Regions from separate parts of the Mus musculus genome. Here region 1 is linked to region 2. The links are chromatin contacts, called in public Hi-C maps. All regions are on one chromosome and are shown on one strand. Each heading gives the region's core, a stretch centred on a gene start, on an enhancer-like site or on the middle of the called end of the contact. The rest is flanking DNA. Distances are from core to core; before and after follow the strand shown. Region 1 overlaps Ppp3ca (protein phosphatase 3, catalytic subunit, alpha isoform). Region 2 overlaps Bank1 (B cell scaffold protein with ankyrin repeats 1).

Region 1 (6,630 bases), core at 3,222-5,721, 670 kb before region 2:
GACTATTTGGGATTTTAATAAAATGTTTGTGATGACCAATGGTCATCTATTTCAAATTGTATTATGATGAAATTCAAAACATTCACATTTCCATAGAGAAAAACTCATTTTCATATCAAAAAAATACAGATTATTCCCAACTCTTCGATAAGCCAGAGTATCCTGATTTCTCCGCTTGCTTTCAAATATTCCAGTGCACTGAAAATCAAGTCCAGAAAGAACTCCTTTCAGGAGACAGAGAAGAGTGGTACCCAGAGAACAATCACCAGGAATATAGAACCTGAAAATGCCTGTCAAATATGTGCCCCAGTGAATCCATAAACAGATACACAATGCATCTTTGGCTCTGGAGAAACGGGTAAGTGCTCAATAACACATGTTAAGTCTGCTGCTGCTGCTGCTGCTGCTGGAGTTTGGTTCCAGCAGGGATGAAGGATTTACCTTCTGTAAATCTTAAGCTCCAGTGGATGTGAAAACTTTCTATGGCTGCCTTGGACAGTGCCCCCCCCCCCCCCCCGCATACACACACCAAAATAAACTATTTTAATAACTGGGTATCATCCTAATTTTTTTATTACATATGTGAAAAATACATATCCTGCACTGACCCAGCATACAGTAACGGATGGGCAGGTTCCTGGGTCTAGAGAGGAAATTCACAACTGTGACTTCTTAAAAGATTTTTTTTTTCTTTTTACTGGTGTGTAGGGGTGCTTGCCTACGTGAGTATCTGTGTATGACATGCCTGCAGTGCCCACAGTTACCAGAAGAGGGCAGTGGATTCCCCAGAACTGGACTTATAGACAGCTATGGGCCACGCAGAGAGTGTTGGGAATGGAACCCAGATACTTTGGAAAAGCAGCCAGTGTTCTTAGGTCTTCAGCCACCTGCATTTAAATCCACCCCTAATCAAGCATTCCTTGGCCTGTATTATCTGTGTTCCTTTCTGGCCTTTTTTCAGCATTACTTTTATTTTTATGCTTGCCTGGCCTGTCTCTCTGTCTCTGTCTCTGTCTCTGTCTCTGTCTCTCTCTGTCTCTCTGTCTCTCTCTGCCTCTCTCTGTCTCTCTCTCTGTCTGTCTCTGTCTCTGTCTGTCTCTCTCTCTCTCTCTCTCTCTCTCTCTCTCTCTCTCTCTCTCTCTCTCTCTCTCTCTCCCCTGCCCACCCATGTATAACTGTTCCTGCCTCACGGGTGGGAAGACAGTAACTGGGAAGCTTGAAGAACACTCTCTCTGAGTAATTAAGCTAGAATTAATTGGATACTGGAAGAATCATTTTCTTTTCTTATGGACTGTCTTTAGAAACTGCGGGTTCTGACTCAGTCCAACTGTTCACCTTCTGGTTAAGAAGGCACTAAATGAAAACATTCGTTTCTCACTAGCATTGCAGAATACCACAAGGTGATTGCTGACTTTAAAGGAAGAAAGCAGGCCATTGTTAATCCACAGTTAATTAGGCAACAACTACAAAGTAAGATGAAGTGCAACATCACCACACAAGGGTTAACGTGAGGAGGAACAGGTTTCTTCATCCGGAAGTTCACCCAGGTCCTTGCTCAACTTTTTCTTTTTTATCAGTGAATCCACCAATCAGCAAATACTTAAGATAACCGCCTGTGAGGCAGGAGCAGTGTTACACAATGGAGACAGAGATATGGCCAGGCAAGTATAAAAATAAAAATAATGTTTAAAAAAAAAAAAAAGTCCGGAAAGGAACACAGATAATACAGGCCAAGGAAAAGCTTGATTAGGGGTGGATTTAAACGCACTAATCTCAAGACAAGGAAAATCACGGAGGCAGCAGATTGCATTATTTCTGTGAATAAGCAGGGACACCCCCGCAGGAATGACATTCACGTTGAGACTCAAAGGCTGAAGGAGATGCATCAGTGTTAAAGAAGAGCTTAAAGTCACAAAGCGGTTGCCAGAGAGGAAGAATAGCAGGTCCTCTGGAAGAGGCCACGGAGGGGCTTGGAGGGGACAGCTTGCCCTCCCTGTCTTACTAAGCCACACTTGGTTAAATCCCAATCCAAAGGGTAGAGAGACGCTACTGGAGAGTCTGATGCAGGCCACTGGCCAGACGTGTATATGCAGGTCCCCCGTGCATGAGTCTGCACCGGGCAGATAGTCTTCGAAGAAAGAGTCTGGACTTTTCTCAACACAGAACCTAAACAAAGCATGCGATTGTCCCAGATAAAGGAGCATCCTTGGTAGGGGCTCAGCTACCAGTAGAAACTCAACTAATGTGGGCTTTTATGTTTTTCACAACAGTCATTTCAACAGCACATGTGTGGCTCAAGACTTCTAAAGACATATGACCAGCAAAGCAGACTTGTTTCTTGGGCACGCAGAATATAAAGTTGCAGGCAATCCCTGGCATGTGTTTGTTTAGCTGTGAAAAAAAGTCGCTGAACAAAGAACCAGGTCAACAGAGAGGATGTCAAGACAGCAGCAGATAGAGATCAAGGCAGAACTTAATTAGGGCTTCCAATTAGAAAACTCAACGACAGCTCCTATTAACACTCGCCCGCCCGCCCCGGCATCTGCGCCCCTGGAAGCACTGGGGCTTATCTTGCTGGGATTAAGGAGTTTTCGATGACCTGGTGGGCTTCAGTTAACAGAGACTGGCCTCAAGACAAACAACTCTCAGGACTACAGTCTTGGGAAGTAGTGTGTTCTGAGGTTCACTTCCTGCTGGTATTTACCACGGCCAGCTTACCAACACGGGCCATTTCCAATGCAAGAACAGACATGCCTATATGCACAGCCTTGTCTGCTGCTCTTCAATACAATCGCTGGCTAACACTCATGGCCACATATTAAAAAAAAAAAAAAAAAAAAAGAAAAGAAAAGAAAAGAAAAGAAAAATAAACGTGTTACAACAAACTTGGTTTTAAAACTTATGACATGTATGTATGTTATTTCTATCATGAATGACGTGTGCCCGCCTCCCCATTTTAAAGGAAAGAGTCTCTCTTCTCTCCTTGGCAAATTATTTCTTAGCTTGACTATTTCATGAAATCTGAATGGTCCTATAAAAATATCAGTCTATAGAAAAAGCATCTGCTGGACTTCGGATGTGGTTCAGTAAGTAACGTGCTAACAGCCAGCACAGCGTCTCCAGCACCCACGGAAGTGCTGGGTAACATGGTACTTGTCTCTGTCCCAGAGCTGGGGAGACATAGGGAGGAGAATGCCTGCCAGCTAAGCAGAATCAATGTGGCCCAGACTCAGTGAGAGACCCTGAGTAGTGAAAACAGAGTAATGACAGTTAACAGCAATTGAGCTAGACACTCAGAGTTGACCTCTGGCCTGACACACAGATATACAGAACACAGGCACGTCCAAGTGTCACACACACACACACACACACACACACACACACACAGGTAAAGACACACAGAGACACACATACAGAGACATACATAGAAATGTATACAAATACACACATACAGATATATGCACAAATACACAGACACATATAGAGACACACATAGATAGACATACACACACACACACACACACACACACCATACACCCCCCCAAAAAAAGGAAATAAGTGTTTGTTTTTTCTGAACAGAGTCTCTCAGTGAGTAGCTGTCTTATTCTATGCACAACTTTCCTCACAGATCTACTCCTAGGTTTAATTAATTGTCTTTAGGTTTCCCAGCAAAGATAATGTTTAAAGCACATCTAAAAAGTATAGGACCTTCTAGTAGTGACACACATCCCATCATCTTCTATCCGAGACAACATGGAGCTCTGTAATTTAGAAGCCTACCTCGGAGTTGCCTGATTCCCAGGGCTCCTACCTTTACCCTTTCCTTGGCCCCCGTGGAAGAACGCCTGTGGACCCGAGTTCCTCCAGTTTGTGAATTTTGAACACACACTGGGTTTCATTTCTCCTACTCGGCATGGACTTTCACCAACGCAAGTCTGCTCAGCACCTACTCACTCCCTCAAGAAATAATGTAAGATCCAACCCGGCTTGCTATACTAAAACTGCGAAGGAAGGAAAGCACACCGCTCTTATCTTAGGAAGAGTAAACCTCCCTTTCTTTTCGGGGTACCTAGAATCGAGCCTGCTGTGTTTTACTAGGTGTATATACTCTAAAGAAATGCTTGATTAATAAAATAAAGCTGTTTTAAAAGGACACAGACACCAATTAAAGTCTGCTCATATACTGAAATTGCAGGACCGCCCCCCGCCCCCCCCCCCCCCCCCCGCCCTTACCCTGCCCCCAACTCCCCCTCTCCCCCACTAACTTCCGGAGACTTTTCTCTCTGCACTCCAGGCCACACACAGGAGCAGCAAATGGCCTTCCTGCTTTTACTGCCTGGTGCATCCCTCTCTCTCCTCAGAGGAGAAAGCAAGCCCTTTGGGGATGAGGGAGAAGCGATGTCTGGAGAGTGCTTAGCCTTTCTGCCTCAGTGTTTGTTCAGCCATGAGCTACAGCGCCTCTCTCCTGGGAGCTGGTCCATTTGGCCACAGGCTTCTGTGAGAAGGGACATTCGCATGAGTAACACAGGGAAATGCCAAGCACCAGTGACTCCGTTGTTGTTAAGTTCCCAGTCTGAGAAGCACAGAGAACTATCTCCTGCTCTAAATGCCTCCTCAGCACTTCAGGGCAGAAAGGAGATGGGGTTTTATTCTAACCTGAAATAGACATCATTTTCAAAGCAGGAAATGCCTTTTAAATGCAGAAAATCCTAAATATCTTCAAACTCATCGCAAAGCAGCTATAACATCCCCCGAGACAAGAATGGTGGATGCCAGTTCCGGGGAACACTTCCCCGGGATGACTACAGTTTTTGCTCTCATGACTGCACTATCACTGGGTCTTCAGCCCCCATCATTAAAGGCAATTAGATATGAAAACTCTTCTCAGGTCACCGAGCTCCGGGGGATGAGAATGAGAGCGCACAGCCAGCCAATGTGAATCAAGCATTGCTCTGATCCAATCGCAGCTCTCTTGGCACAACAGGAAACCTGCCCTAAAGCAAAAAGGTATCAACGATGGGCAGTCCTGGAATATGTGGAGAGCCTTTGAGCGTTCTCTGGGCCCTAATTCAATTACCTTTCGTGTCAATAAACACCAATAATGGGAGCAGTGTCACTCTCTTATGTAAGTGTCTGGCACACCCCTCAACTCACAGAACACCCCCATGTTTCCACAGGTCAAGCCTACAGAGGCCGAGTACAGACACCAGAGGTTCCCAACCAAAAGCTATTGGAGAGAAACTCAGCAAAAAGACATAAATAGAGGAAAATATATACTCCAGGGACACGGAACAAACCAATTTCCATATGCAAAATGTTCTTGAAGGAAAGAATAGGAGACTGGTGGGTATGGGCCAGTCTGTGGGAGGCCACAAGCTAGCTGCATTAAGTCCTTTAGCTGATGTCTAAAACTAAGGGTGAGTCACCGCAGATTTTTAAATAAGGGAGGAGACATGCAAAAAATGGCATTTTAGCAGAATTAATCTAGCAGATCTTTTAAAAATAGGAATTAGAAAAGAGACAAATGACACGCAAAGGAGGCAGGGAATGCCAGAGCCCCTCAGCAATCCCAGATTTAGTGAGCACAGTTTCAATTTTTCCCAAGCCATCTCCAAATGTTCTCCTTCTCAATTTTCTGGGGCACAGAGTTAAGAGGTCGGTCTGGGAAAGCAAGCTGTTAGGGCTCCATGCTTCTGTTTCCAGAAGTCGGCTATTTTCTTCTAGACAAAGGTCCTGGTCTCAGTCTTGGGCACATTTAATGATGAAAAAAGGTTTCTTTATGCAAAGTATCCCCAAGAAAATTGCAACCACAGGTGCACACACAAATGGGAAAGTATGGGACAGTGAGGAGCTGTCAGTCTGAACATTCAAGTTCCCCACATGAGTTCTGTGGGAGTGCCAGGGCTTTGGGTACCTTCTACACTTCAGGGATCTGTCAGGAAGAAGGAAACAGAAATAATAAGTAGAAAATAGATACCAACAGATGTCAGAAACAATGAAGGAAAGAATCAGGGGCCATCTAGAGATGTAGAATGAGAAAGAATGAAATACAAGTTTCCAGCGCAGGAATATGAGTATGCCTTAAAGAGCAGTGAGAAACCCTACAGGGCCCACAACACAGGGGCAGAGCCTGGCTACTCACAACCTTGGCTAGGCTGTCTTCACTAAGCTTGGGATCTTCTGAAGCCTTTTTATGGAGAGCTGGCCAGCTAGGCTTTCCCGCCAATACTCTTCACCACTGCTGTTTCTAACTTCGCAGACTTGGGTACCTAATTACAGAGTTTCCTAGTGCAGTTGTTTCCTTCTGCCTTATTTGAGAAAATGTTCTATGAATCCTGAATGGGTTCCCTGAGCAGCATACAAAAATCACAAAAATCCCAGGTCTGCAGCTTTTAGAAAGATCTGACTCCAATTGTTCCCATTGGCTACAAGTGGTTAAATGTCATTGCATTGACATGATTGATGTCCTGATGCTATGAATGGTGACTGAGAGACAAAGGCCAGTGGTTAGAAAACAAACACCCCCCCCCCCAAAAAAAACCCCAAAACCCTTTACTGACAATTTTTGTCTTTATTTTGCAGGAAGAGCATCAGAGTGATCAAAGCTCCGTGAAATTATCAAAGTCCTAT
Region 2 (6,656 bases), core at 3,421-5,920:
GACATCAATCAGTGTACTTAGGGTATATTCCTACCCAGTATGACCTCCTCTTTATTTGGTTACATCTGTACTGACCCTATATTCATATAAAGTGCCAGGCACTGGTCCTGTGGCACTAGGACTTCAGCATTCTTTTGAGGAGAACAAGCTCTACTCTTCAAATGTTCCTCATGAAACCTCACTTGGGAAAAACTATCAAGGCTGCAAGGGGAGGTGGCAGTTACATTCTGGTAAACAGTTGTTATTTGTAGGATCTGTTCTTATTTACACATGTTGAGATGAAGTCCAAACCAGGTCCAAACATCATTGTGACAGGAACAGAGGGTGATGAACCCTGTCATTCAGGAACTCTTTCGTTAACTAGCCAGGAAATGGAGTGGTTAGATTGAGGGTGACCTGCGGCCTGGTCAGTACTTTGGAAGACTGGTATGTTGGAAGAGGAAATGCCAGGACTTCCAGAGAAGGAAACCATGAACCTTGTATGCATGGAATTTTCCAGATAGACTGTCATCACAGTTAGCTATGCATATAATCCATTTTCAGAATAGAATTATCAAAAGCTGCATGCAGTTATTTGAAATATAATAGAAGCAATTTCTTCCAACACACACACACATTAAATTCACAAAGCAAAGGAATTTGTTCTACTAGAAAGGACTCTCTGACTGTTGGTTTTCAGATGAAGGGGCAATTTGGAGTACCAGAGGGACATTTTCTAAAATTTTACTTGTTTCTCCCAATCAAATACCACAGTAGATTTTTACAGTAGACAGGAGAAGTACAAAGGTCAATGATAGTGAGCTGAATTAGTCAATAAAAACAAAAGGCTTTTTTTTTATTGGTGAAGTAATTATATTGAGATTTTAGCTGTGTGGATACATGTGGTTAGTGCTCACTTACAATTCTTAAAAGCTGCCTTTGTGGGTGCCTTGGATAAGAGGATGCAAAATGAGTTACTCAACTTTCAGGCAGGGATACAGCAGGGAAAGCCCATTAACGCAAAGCAGCATGCAGAAACAGCAATGATATCCTAACCAATAGACAATATCATGAGCACGGGAGTTACCTTTAGTTCAGCCATCCTGATGATTGGGGTACCACACATTGAGATTGTTCAAAGGGATTATACTGGATTTAGACTGGGGGAAAAATAATGTATCAGGTCTGGGATGCGATCTTTCTGGTTTCTTACTGTTTCTGGTTTTCTTTTCCTGGTACAAATCTAGATCATGTCTTCTTTCATGTTCCTAGAGCTGTCATTTTATCCTGCCCTTCACACCATGAAATTTGCTGGTGAAGTTGTTATCCCATCATTTACTATGAGAGAATATCACTCATTTAGTATATGATTCTAGCAAGGGGTTCGTGAAAAGAGAATGCTGCTCTGTTGTATGATATGAATTTGAAACTAAGCCACCCTTTCAGAAGAAAATGCCCTGCATGCTGTTTCCCGCCTTGTTCAAAGTTGTAGCAGATCTTTGATGTAGTTTTGAGTTATACGATTGACCCCCCTCTCCTTTTAAGTGGCATTGTAAGACTCTCAAAAATTAATGGGGAGATCATTTCCGCATAGTTTGAGAATCAAGTCTTTGTGAGTATCCCAGTTCTGTCAATCATCTATATGCATTTCTTAGGGGAGAACTTCTAATAAACACAAGTTTTTTTTCATTCATAGCTGGTGTGATAGTGAAATGGAGATAATTGGTATAAAATGTTTAGTATGATGTTTGTATGGTGATTGCTTAATAACTGTCAAAATATTTCCAAATAATCTACATTTTAAAATTGAGCTTTTATGAAAAGACTCCTTCAGTATTTTTAAAACCACTACCTATTTATTTAAAATAAGATATTTTAAGATATAATTTACATATCTTATTTTAAGAATATTTAAAAGTGATGTTTCCATATAATACATGTAACAGTATTATCACTTGAATACATTCCTTGTCACTAAACCCAGAGTAAGGCTTACCCTGGAGGACTCTGTAGGCAGAAGATGGGATCAAATGACTTTCACTTTTCCTCAGCATTCTGTCCTGTATTTCCATGGAAACCGGGCACATAGTTTTGATTCGGGTCATCCTCTCCGCCCACAGAACCTTTCAGCTCTCCAGGCAATTGTAAAAGTATCTTCTTTTCTGGTTTGTTTTTATTCTTTGTAATTACAGCTGGAGCTCCAGCAGAGACTGAAGTAAATGATCCCCTGCTCCCTTGGAAGTCCTAGAGATCTTCGGGTTTAGGCAAGCTTGGTTATTCCCCCCAAACTAAAAGCACATCAAGTTGTTAACAGACCTTGAATGCAGCACTTGAAGATGCTCTGCAGTCCTGGAGAATAGCCTAGGTAATTCCAAGGGTTCTTCTTGATCCTCTCTGTGAAAGGATGTAAAGTCCTATCAGTACCCATCACTTGCTCTACCTCCATGCCTTGCTCTGCCATCAGTTCACAGAGGAAGCTCAATAGAAGATAAGTAAGATAGCACTCGTCAACATTTCAATCTGGGTGGGGAGATCTTACAAGACCCCACCCTAGATAAAGGGCTGTAGGAAAACAGTGGCAGCTTAGAGAGGAGGAAGTCAGTCTGTCTTCTCCAGAGAAAAGTCCCCAGAGAGGTGATTCAATCCATCTCAAGTGGTACACCCTACACAGACATATAGATGAGAGCAACACTAAGTGGATTCAGAAGGAAATTGTATAGAGAGTTGGAGAAAGCGAGGGAGAGATGTAACTATAATATTTAATAAGTATTCAATTAATTAAATTAAATTAAAAAAATAAAGGTCAAGAACTTGAGAGGGGGACATGGGAAGAGTTAGAAGGAGAGAAGATGGGATTTAATGATGTAAATTGTAGTCACATATGAAATCTTCAATACATTTTTTAAAAGAAAAAAAGAAAAATGCTCGCTTAGTTCCCAGGAAACCAACTGATCGCTTTTTGCACGTTGTCTGTTGTTGTCTTCCAAAGGCCCCTTGTCACATTTTTCTCTTAGTACGACAATACTGCTGGCAAGTCTGTTTTTCCTCATCAGCTATAATCTTCACTATACCAGAAAACAAATTAACCTATAATCTTCACTATATTAGAAAACAGATTAACCAATAGGAGAATGGATGTGCTTTTTTTTTTTTTTTTTTTTTTTTTTTTGGCTTAATTGTCCTCTTAGTAATCAACCCTCCAAAGTTGTGTCAGACAAGCCTTTTTAAGTTGGGTAACATAATGTCCCTGTCTCACTGGTTTATTCTCCCTGCTTCAGTTGGTCTTCAGTGTCTGGAAATTGCAGAGAGTAGAAGAATTACTACTTTGAGATTAGTACTTTTCCAGTAACCAGTTCTTGAGACAGATGTTATTTCTTAAGGTAAACCACGTTCTTGCGATTACTCATGGTCCACTCTGGGATGAAGCCACTGTCGGCAATGTGTAGTCCTTTCTCCGCAGAGTTCTGGTGTGGGAGTCTCCCATGACTCACCTCCTTCAGAGTAGCTGATCCATCATCAAGAAAACACTGTCTGAACTGGACCTGGAAACAAAATAGAAAACTATGTGAACTTTCTGAGGAGTTCAAGATTATGTGGAAACTTTGAAAACTTGCCATTTGGGCTATATGTGCATCTTGTGTTTTTCTTGGTTATTCAGTCTTCCTCTTGAAGCACAAGACTTGAAGCTACAACTCCTTTTTTCAGCGGTGCCTATCTTCACTATCTTCACAATTTTTGTTAGAGGTCAATATTTGTTTCTACTTGACCATTTATTTACTTATTATCTGGCAGGTACTAAATTCAAGTTAATCCTAGAAGCAAAATCTACCTTACAGATTTTAAGGGATACTAAAAGTTGCTAAGAAGTTTCTCAAGGTAAGCTAGTTGATTGAACTGCCAAACTTTAAAAGCAAGCATGATATAGAAATCTGTCCTTGCTTTACTAAGTTCGAATATCCCCTCCAAAAGAGGAATTGAAGTTTATTCATCACTATTTCAGAACTGGGAGGTGGGCCCTTTAAGAAGTGTCTGGGTGGTGCTGAGTCTGTTCTCACAGATCAGTGCCACCACTGCAGGTGTGTATTTTACAAAAAGCGTGAGTTCATTCTGACTCCCCGTGTCTGCCTAGCATAGATGGGCTGCTGCCCATTTGTTAGATTGCTGGTGCCCATGGAACTTTGCAGCACCCAGGACTGTGTGCCCAGTAATCATCCATTGTTTATAAATTATCCAGCCTGTGGCATTCTGTTAGGCTGTGTGAACTGGAATAAGACACTAAGTCATGTTGAGGAAACAGCTACTGCCTTTTCTTGTTGCTTTGCAGCAGGCTGCCCCAGTGATTTGCTTTCTTTCTTCTCTCTCTCTCTCTCTCTCTCTCTCTCTCTCTCTCTCTCTTAAAATAATTCTTGCTGTTTCGGGTAGTTGTATGCCAACCGGGCCCATCTGGTGCTATTTTTCTAGAATATTACAGGACTGCTTTCCTACTCAAAGATAACACTTTCACATGTCCTTAAAGCTTTTCTTGTCTTCATCCTTGCAGTGGTCACTCTACTGTAATCAGTTTGCCACAAGCTGGATTCCAATAAGAAATGGTGGAGGGGGGGATGGAGGATGATAGAAGGATCCGTAGCAGCTGTGTGGATAATGGATACTGACATCAGTCCTGTACACAGGCTCGGCTCAGCAGAGTCCTTCCCATAGCAGGAACTGCCTCGCTGCCAGCCATGGCTGCACTCCAGCACTCTGGTGGCAGACTGCATGGCAATGCAGGTATTTTGGGAAACACTACCATCTCAAATAGCTGAGAGCATACATAACCAAAAGCCCTTGAGAGGACAGTGTGAAAGCTTCTGGTATGTTGATAATTTCACTTTGATGTATAAAACTCACAGATTGTCTTGTGAAATCAACTTTCTGCCAGGAAGTCATAATTACGGAACCAAAGTCAAAGGCACAGTATAGCAGTGAAACCCTGTGTCCAGCTTGAGATGTTTCCTCTCAGCACTGAAGCCTCTTAAGATGCTTCCTAGAGAGTAGATTTCTGATGATACAGGCAAGAACAGTCGATATGTAGAACACTACTAAAATTTGAAAATGTTCAACCATAGCAAGAAAATGCCCACTATGCCAAAGCAAGTTAACAATATTTAGGTGGAACTATACACCTTCAAAGATTAATATCTCATCGGACATGTGTGCAGTATTCCCCCTCATTATCTGTAGGCATGAACAGAAAAGGCAGTCCCAGGAGTGAACTCATCAATGAGGTTCCACATCCAGAGGTTGGAAGTAATGCTTGTTTCTATACAATTGTACAATTTCTTTGATCGAGGCTGAAGGAGCAGAAGTCTTACCTATCAAGAGTAAAGTCTATTAGAAAAGTCACATGATGAAACTGCTTACCTCATTGTAAAGGTAACAAACCAATTCTGGCTTAGGTTACCAGAGATCTGAGGGTCAGGATTCTACCTCATCCTTGTGACACTCAGGTCATTTATCAGTTTATCAGAAAGATCACTACTTTCCCTGAATGAACACATCATTGAGAGTGAGAATTCCACTGCTGACAAATTGACATGAGAAGAGCATGGGGTCTTAGCCATGAGCCAGGTGCTTCCCCCAAGGCCAGGTGTTCCTGCACATAGATGAGGGTGCTCTCTCAAAGGGACCATGGCCTTCCCTCACATAGGCTGGAGGCCTCCTCACATAAGCACATTTGTTATGTCATGTTGTCAGGTGCCTTCTTTTACATGAACTGGGGCATTCCTATGCATTGGCCTTAGTACTTCTCACGGGAATGAGAGTGCTCCCTCACATTGGCCAGAGTGTTCCTTCACAGAGCTTGGATGCTCCCTCACATAGATATGAATGGGGTCCCTAGCTCATGCTATCCCACTCTCAAATGGGTGTAGAAACTCACTACATGGATCCAAGCATAGTCCCTCATAGGAGTTGAGTGTTCCCCATAGGGATGAGAGTATTGCCTCAGAGATCAGGATGCATCTTCAAAGAGGCCATGGTGCTCCCTCATCAGTTCCAAGACAAGTACTCCTCATAGGGGACTTGGTGCCCCTTTGATATGGGTGAAAAGCATAGTGGTCACAACAATTCTAGCCAGATCTAAGGCCTCTACTTCTCATTAAATGATTCTTTCATGAACTAAACTAGAAAGACATGTTTACCTAAACCCAGCAAATAATAGTATTCTAAATACAAATGGAATTCATTAAGTGGCCTCCGAGTACACAGCACCCACACAACTTGTAAGGAAGACACATAAGGAAGTTACAACTTCTCTGTCCTTATTTTTCACTCTAGGTTAAACAGGCTATTTATACAGCCATATACAAGGAAAAACAAAATGACTAGGTACCCAACGAAGCCCAGTGTAGTAAGAACAGGTAACATTTTGTCATTTGTCAAGATTGTTGTGTATCTCTGTGGGATTCTAGCACAGTCTTATGAAGAATAGTTATGCGCAAACAGTCATTGATCTGGTTTTCTCTCTGTTGCTTTGATAAAACACTAATCAAAAGCCGCTTGCTCACAGCCATCCATTGGACAAAGCACATGGTCCCCAATGAAGGAGCTAAAGAAAGTACCCAAGGAGCTGAAGGGGTCTGCAGCCCTATAGGAGGAACAACAATATGAACTAACCAGTACCCCCAGAGCTCCCT

Evidence for each region. Hi-C and Micro-C count contacts between places; a contact is called where the count stands out from the background.
Region 1: a contact with region 2 is called in a Hi-C map of cerebral cortex, with 1.9 times the contacts expected there. The contact joins two enhancer-like sites. A contact is called at or near these places in 1 of 15 datasets of contacts at CTCF or cohesin (the NIH/3T3 cell line), 2 of 484 Hi-C or Micro-C datasets (B cells and cerebral cortex), 1 of 115 datasets of contacts at active chromatin or transcription factors (acute myeloid leukemia) and 1 of 9 other capture datasets (adipose tissue).

Annotation. Positions count from the first base shown.
Region 1 is chr3:136,831,927-136,838,556 of GRCm38.p6, reverse strand. All of the region lies in intron 2 of Ppp3ca (protein phosphatase 3, catalytic subunit, alpha isoform), which reads right to left. Among named protein-coding and RNA genes, the nearest start is that of 1700006H20Rik, 120 kb to the left of the region's middle. Within about 2 kb of position 4,471, at least 104 of the 459 cell types and tissues checked have an H3K27ac peak or open chromatin away from gene starts, as enhancers often do. A contact at or near this core is called in cerebral cortex, where this site is marked.
Region 2 is chr3:136,163,660-136,170,315 of GRCm38.p6, reverse strand. The region is part of intron 7 of Bank1 (B cell scaffold protein with ankyrin repeats 1); the gene reads left to right. Among named protein-coding and RNA genes, the nearest start is that of Bank1, 160 kb to the left of the region's middle. Within about 2 kb of position 4,670, at least 45 of the 459 cell types and tissues checked have an H3K27ac peak or open chromatin away from gene starts, as enhancers often do. A contact at or near this core is called in cerebral cortex, where this site is marked.